2 separate regions of the Sus scrofa genome follow, and region 1 is linked to region 2. The links are chromatin contacts, called in public Hi-C maps. All regions are on one chromosome and are shown on one strand. The core of a region is the stretch at or near the end of the contact, and the rest is flanking DNA. Distances in the headings are between cores, read along the strand shown. Region 1 overlaps OGDH (2-oxoglutarate dehydrogenase, mitochondrial). Region 2 overlaps LOC106506854 (a long non-coding RNA gene).

Region 1 (3,588 bases), core at 18-2,517, 140 kb before region 2:
TGGTCGTCAACAACCAGGTAACCTGGGCTCCGGAGCCCACAGCATCGATGAGACTTTCCCGAGGCTTCCGTGCTCACGTGGGTCTTGCTTAGAGTGACTCGGCTGTGTTATTTATAACACATGCTATTACTCAGACACCACAGGAAAGCTTTCTTTAAGAGATTTAGGAGTTCCCACTGTGGTCAGCAGGGTCAGTGGCATCTCTGCAGCGCTAGGACGTAGATTCAGTTCCCATCCTGCATAAAGGACGCGGCGGAGGCCGCAGCTGAGGCTCAGATCCGATCTGAGGCACCAGAGACTTTTACATCTTGTTTCAAGGAATCAAATGTATAATTTCTAATCCCTGAGAAAAGACTCGAATAGATTCTCAGCCTAGTTGAGGTGTCCCTGGCACAAAATGCCACCCAGGCTCTCGGTCAGGTCCTTCATTTCGTCTTTGTGCACACGGTCCTGAAATGTGATCTGACAGTGGTGTGGCCGTGTGGCTTCTCGCCTGATCCCCACACGCCCACTCAGAAAGCCCTGCCTAATGAGTCGGTGGCAGCAACACGTGGTTCTCCCCATGGCCTGACAGGTTCAGCACCTGGTCAGTGATACACGGGGGCACAGAGAATGACCCAGAGCCAGGGTTTCAGAGTCAGGATTCAGGATTCAAGCGTTTAGGATGCTGAGGCGCAGCCAACAAGGATTAAGTCTAGAGACAAGTATTATATCAAACATTAAACTTTTTCATTAGCGTTTTTGGTTATAATTTACATTCAGTAGAATTCACCCGCTGTGTTGTGTAGTTTCCTGGTTTTAACAAATGCATGCAGTCATGTAAGAGGGGCTTTTGGGGTTTTTTTTTGTCTTTTTGTCTTTTTAGGGCCGCACCTGCAGTATATGGACGTTCCCAGGCTAAGGGTCGAATCAGAGCTGTTGCCGCCGGCCTACACCACAGCCACAGCAATGCCAGATCCAAGCCGCGTCTGTGACCTACACCACAGCTCACAGCAACTCCGGATCCTTCACCCACTGAGCGAGGCCAGGGATCAAACCTGCAACCTCATAGTTCGTAGTCCAATTCGTTTCCGCTGCACCATGACGGGAACTCCAATATCTAAGAGTTTAATCACTGCAGAAAACACTCCTCTCAGCGTACCTGCTGGCAAACACTATGATTTTGCATTTTCCAGAATGCCCAATAAACGGAGCCCTAGAGCCTGTGGCCCGTTGAGTTTGGCTGCTCTCCTCCAGCATAACTCGGCTGACTTTGATCCGTGATCTCTTGTGCTTGTTCCCTCTGGTGGCTGCGTAGTGTTCCACTATATGGCTGTGCCAGTTTGTGTAGTCATTCAGCCATCAGAGGGAGTTTGGATTCTTTGCAGCGTTTGGCCGTTATGATTAAAGCCAGTGTGTTCACGTGCAGATTTGAGTGTGTCCATCAGGTGTTCTGACTCTTTGTAAATACCTAGAAGTGGAGTTGCTGGATTATGTAATAGGCGTGTGGTGTGTTCCATGTGCTTACTCTGTGTTTCCCTGAAGGAAACTGGGGCTGTGTGGTTTTCACTTTCTTGATGTTGTCTTTTGAAGCACAAAAGTTGAAGGGTCTTTGTTTATTGTGTTTTCTGGGTTTGGTTGTGTGGGGTTTTTTTTTGTCTTTTTGCTGTTTCTTGGGCCGCTCCCACGGCATATGGAGGTTTCCAGGCTAGGAGTCCAATGGGAGCTGTAGCCACTGGCCTACGCCAGAGCCACAGCAACGTGGGATCCGAGCCGTGTCTGCAACCTACACCACAGCTCACGGCAACGCCGGATCATCAACCCACTGAGCAAGGGCAGGGACCGAACTCGCAACCTCATGGTTCCTAGTCGGATTCGTTAACCACTGCGCCACGATGGGAACTCCTGGTTGTGTTTTTTAGGGCCGCATCTGCAGCATGTGGCAGTTGCCAGGCTAAGGGTCAAATTGGAGCTGCAGCTGCCGGCTTACACCGCAGCCAGAGCAACGCCAGATCTGAGCCATGTCTGAGACGCACACCACAGCTCACAGCAATACAGGATCCTTCACATGGATGCTAGTTGGATTCATTACTGCTGAGCCACAGCAGGGGCCCGGATTGGACCCCCAGCCTGGGAACCTCCATATGCCATGGGTGTGGCCCTAAAAAGACCAAAAGACGGTAAAAGATGCAGCAGTCATTCACAGTGGGATGAATACTGGGACGGGCGATGGGAGGCTGAGGTCTCAAACCTCGAAGCAGTGCACTTTCCGTAAGGTTCTGGCTGAACCGAGCGTATCATGATCACTGTCTTACGGGGTCTCCACCCTTGTTTCCCTACGTGGAGAAACACCGATGGGCCTTGGGACGGTTCAGGGTCTCTCTGAGTGTTCGCCAGAGTTCTCCCTGGCATATCACTTTTTCACGTTCTCATCAGTTTCTGACTATTTCTAATATTTCCTTTAGTATGTATGATAAAAGAGATTATGTGAAAGCAATTCATCAGAAATAAAGGATTCTCAGACTGGAGTTCCCTGGTGGCTCAGTGGGTTAAGGATCCGGTGTTGTCACTGCTGTGACTCAGGTTGCTGCTGTGGCATAGGTTCGATCCCTGGCCTGGGTACTACCACGTGCCGCAGGTGCGGCCCTAAAAAGACAAAACAAATAAATAAAAATAAAGGAATCTCAGGCTTCTGTAAGAACTGCAGTTTTGCTAACGTTTTCTTTAATCTTTTTACTGTTTTTGATACCATGGATCACGGCATATGGGGTCAGTCAGATCTGTAGCGGGAAAAGAAAGGCCTGCCGTCCTGGGCTCAGAACCTACCTAAGATTTCCCCTTCCAACCTTCTCTCCCAAGGGAGTCCTCAGACGCTAAATATTTTTGGAGAAGAATGTTTATCAAAACTGTATTTGTACTCCTATGAAGTTAGGAAATAAGCCGTATGCCCAATACGGAGGAGTCTTTGTATAAATTTTGGCAAAGCACAAGAAGCAGTCTTGTATAATCACTCACATATGCAGTCTCTCGGGGAAGAGGTAACAGCGTGGTGAGTGGAGATGCAGGGTTCTCGTGCCACTGGGAGGAGGGCGCGTGGCACAGCCACTTTGCAGGCAGTTTGATGCTAGGCAGGTGCGGCGCCCGTACCCTGCGGACTAGTTTTCCCTTCCTAGGAGTCCACCGCAGATTAACTCAGTGTTTGCGGGAGACCACCTGTGTGAGAAGGTGTGCAGTAACAATGCATTAATCACGAGCGGGAAGGGCAGCAGCAGGAGAGGACGTGCGTGCACTGTGCTGAATGCTATTCAGTACCTGGACGGCACTGCCAGGCGTTGCTGCAGGACCAAGAGGTGCATGTTTTCAGTCTTGGTCGAGCATCAATACAGACGGTGAACAGACAGCAGGTTGGGAAGGATTTGCAGAGCAGGTAGAGGCCGATACCGTATACAAGGCACATGGAGTGTCCCGCTCTCGCGTTTAAGAGGCATGCAAATGCTCTGTGCTCTGCAAGGCCAAGAAGAGCAAGGAACCCTCCAGATTAACGGGGAGTAGACAGAGATGGCAGCTCACGCAGGCGCCTGTGCGGGATTGGATACGGGTGAGAAAGAC
Region 2 (3,315 bases), core at 90-2,589:
CCAAGCACACTGCCACGTTCACCCTAACCTGAGCTTAATCTAATCCTAACCCTCAGACCTAAAACTATCCTTAACCTTCACCCTAACCCTAAAATTTAACCCTAACAGGATCACCAAGCCCTACTTCTATTCTTTTTTTTTTTTTTTTTTTTTTTTTTTTTTTTTTGTCCTTTTAGGGCTGCACCCTCGGCATATGGAAGTTCCCAGGCTAGGGGTCAAATCAGAGCTGTAGCCTCTGGCCTACACCACAGCAACATCAGATCAGAGCCACGTCTGCAACCTACACTACAGCTCATGGCAACCCCAGATCCTTAACCCACTGAGAGAGTCCAGGGATTGAACCTGCATCCTCATGGATGCTAGTCAGTTTCGTTTCTACTGAGTCACTACGGGAACTCCCCCTACTTCAATTCTTGACCCCAATATGAAGTCTAGCAAGATTCAGCCCTAACCCAATCGTTAACTATAACAACAACTCTCTGATTCCTGCCCCAGAAACTTCCATATGCCCCAGGCATGGCCAAAAACCAAAGCCAAAAAAATCCCATGGCTCTCTGTAAACCCTAAACTTGATCCTAAATGGAGCCCTAGCTATATAGCTGAGACAAACTCCAGCCCTAATGCTAACTTAACCCCAAGCCCAGTTCCAGCTCCAGCTCTAAATTTATCCTTAAACCTAATACTATTTCAACAGGAAACTTAACTCTGACTTTAGTCCTCAGCTGAGCGGTCATAAACAGTCCAGCTCAACTCTCTCACTATATTTATATTCCACTATATGATAAAATTAAAAGAACCGTGCTGTCTGATAGACACTTTTCCCCCAAAGCGGCTGTAATGTTGAAATTCTAACCAGAAGCCACGTGATGGTTTTCAGAGAAATTGGCATCCTTTCCAGGAAGGCGCCCTTTCTGACCCTTTGGTCCCATTATCAGATCCTGGTATGATCTTTGCTGGAGTTCTGCCAGAGTGCACCCAGAGCTGACCTGAGTTTTGGGGACCGACTCCTACTAACCAAAATCTAACAGGTGAATGTATAAATCAAATCACTGGTCTTTAATTTACTGGGTTCCATTTTTCCAGTGATTGGAAGTGTCATGAGACTGTCGCTAGGACCCAGCGTCCCACTTTCTTGATGACTGTGTTCAGATGACACCCCTTGGGCTTGGGGCAGGGGTCCCCCCTAGGGGAGTGGATGCCGATTAGTCCCGGCCAATGAGAGACTGAACACACAATGGCCAGACTGTTTATCAAAACAGACCTCTGACCTACAAGCTACAGCACCCCGCCCAGGAAGCCAGAGGCTGTAAGTCACACTTGAGGGAAGAGCCAGCCTGCTGTCTCTAGGGACAACCCAGGAAGCCACACAACAGCCCCTGTTACAAGCGACTCCAAACGGCCAGGACTTGGTCAATAACTGACTGCTGCTTCCCCAAGTTCTGTCCCTTCTTCCAACTCAGGACCAACCAGAGAAAGCCAGACACGCTCCCCCAACCGATCACGTGGGACGCCCCCTTCTGGCGAGGGCGCCTCTGGCTCCCCCAGGCCCACAGCCCCCTTCAGGGCACCCCTGAGCCCTGTACTCCTCCAGGAAGCCCTCCTACTCCCCTGCCAGCCCTGAGTCTCTGCCAGACCAAGGGATGGGGTGACTCCCTCACCACAGCCAGCTCTGGACACACGCCTCTGCCATCCTCATCGGTTGATCTTTGTGTCTTTCCACCCCGGTCAAGCACATGCCATCTTCCCAGCCAGCAATAAGCTCAGGCGCTGGCACAAGCTCTGACCCTGGCTGGGGGTTTCTGGGAAAGATTTCCTCCCTGAAAACGGGCTGCGAGGAGGACAAGCCCCCTCCTCCCTTGGGTGCAGCCCTGTGAGCACTGAGGCTTGAGGGATTCAGGGCAGCCAGCGTGCATCCTGGGGGGTGAAGCCCTTCTGCTGATGGGATGGGCTCCAGCACTTAACTCAGGGGGGCCCGTGACATGCCACAAAAGCACTCCCGTGGATTCGCCTGGTGAGCAGACCGGGGCCAGGGCCTCGAGGGGAGGCAGAGGACAGTCCTCGGTGGAGAGGCTCAGGCCCAACTGATGGTGATCAGGAGCAGGATGCCAGATGCTTGTCACTTTCTTTTTTTAACCAACCCATCAAACCGTGGGACTTTTATTTGAATCTTGTAGATGCTTATCACTTAAACTCTTCTTTCCAAGACTCTAGGAAGACCACTCCTCTCCTATGAACGTTTACTTGTTTCCAGACACGACCTGAAACTGAACAGCCACAAGGAAGGTCCTGTTCACTCTGGCAGCTTGGCCTCCCCGGCCTCCACTCTCTGGCCTCTAACTCCATCCTCGTTCCTGTCCCAGCAGCAGGCTCATTCCTGACCCTCGCAGGGTTTTCAGACGCAGGGGCTGCTCCTTGCCCTGGCGTGTCACCTCCACGCCCAGCCTGCTGTTGAGACCAAGCCCCACTCAGCAGCCCTGGTCCCTCTGCTTAACCTGGGGTCGTGGCAGCAGATGCGGTTCTCCCTGCTTTGGGGAGGAATCCAGCCTGGCTGACAGCAGAGGAAAGTCAGGAGCTTCTGCCCTGCTTTAGTCACTTGGAAAATGTGCTGATTGCTTGGTGGCATGTTTTCGAGTCTTGTAAACGGAGGATGGAGGGATGGAGGGATGGAGGGATGGAGGGTGGGTGGGAAGTGGGGTTGCGGATGCTACTGCACCCCACCGAGGTGGGGACCTTGTGTTTCCTGCTCTCTCCCCACGTGCAGCACTCTTCTCTGGAACAATGTGGGCTCAGCTCAGTGAAGATTTAAACAGAACAGATGGTCTGCTTGTTTGGATTTGGCTTCTAGAATATTCTAACCTTTTGTAGCTCATAAGGGTGTTTTTTTCCACCCCTAAGTAAAAAGTAGAAGCTCAAGCACTCTGGTTGTGGCTCAGCCGCTTAAGAACCCGACATAATCTCTGTGAGGATTCGGGTTCGACCCCTGGCCGTGATCAGTGTGATAAGGATCCGATGTTGCTGTGAGCTGTGGTGTAGGTCACAGACTCGGCTTGGATCTGGTGTTGTTGTGGCTGTGGTGTAGGCCAGCAGCTGCAGCTCTGATCTGACCCCTGGCTGGGGAACTTCCATATACAGCAAGTATGGCCCTAAAAAGCAAAAGCAAACAAACAAAACCCAAGAATCCAACTGCAGCGGCTCTGGTGCCTGCAGAGGTTTCAGGTTTGGAGCTGTGGGTTAAAGCATCTGGTGTTGCTGCAGCTGCAGTGTAGTTGCAGCTGTGGCTTGGATTCAGTCCCTGGCCCAGGAATCTCCATATGC

What was found. A called contact is a pair of places that touch in the nucleus more often than the background predicts.
Region 1: a Hi-C map of liver shows a contact between it and region 2, with 3 times the contacts expected there. The contact joins two enhancer-like sites. A contact is called at or near these places in 1 of 47 Hi-C or Micro-C datasets (liver) and 1 of 2 datasets of contacts at active chromatin or transcription factors (alveolar macrophages).

Annotation. Positions count from the first base shown.
Region 1 is chr18:50,621,405-50,624,992 of Sscrofa11.1, reverse strand. OGDH (2-oxoglutarate dehydrogenase, mitochondrial) reads left to right here. Exons shown (of 23, transcript XM_021079062.1): 10 at 1-17. Among named protein-coding and RNA genes, the nearest start is that of ZMIZ2, 24 kb to the right of the region's middle. Within about 2 kb of position 1,267, at least 1 of the 83 cell types and tissues checked has an H3K27ac peak or open chromatin away from gene starts, as enhancers often do. A contact at or near this core is called in liver, where this site is marked.
Region 2 is chr18:50,485,590-50,488,904 of Sscrofa11.1, reverse strand. All of the region lies in intron 2 of LOC106506854 (a long non-coding RNA gene), which reads left to right. Among named protein-coding and RNA genes, the nearest start is that of MYO1G, 21 kb to the right of the region's middle. Within about 2 kb of position 1,339, at least 35 of the 83 cell types and tissues checked have an H3K27ac peak or open chromatin away from gene starts, as enhancers often do. A contact at or near this core is called in liver, where this site is marked.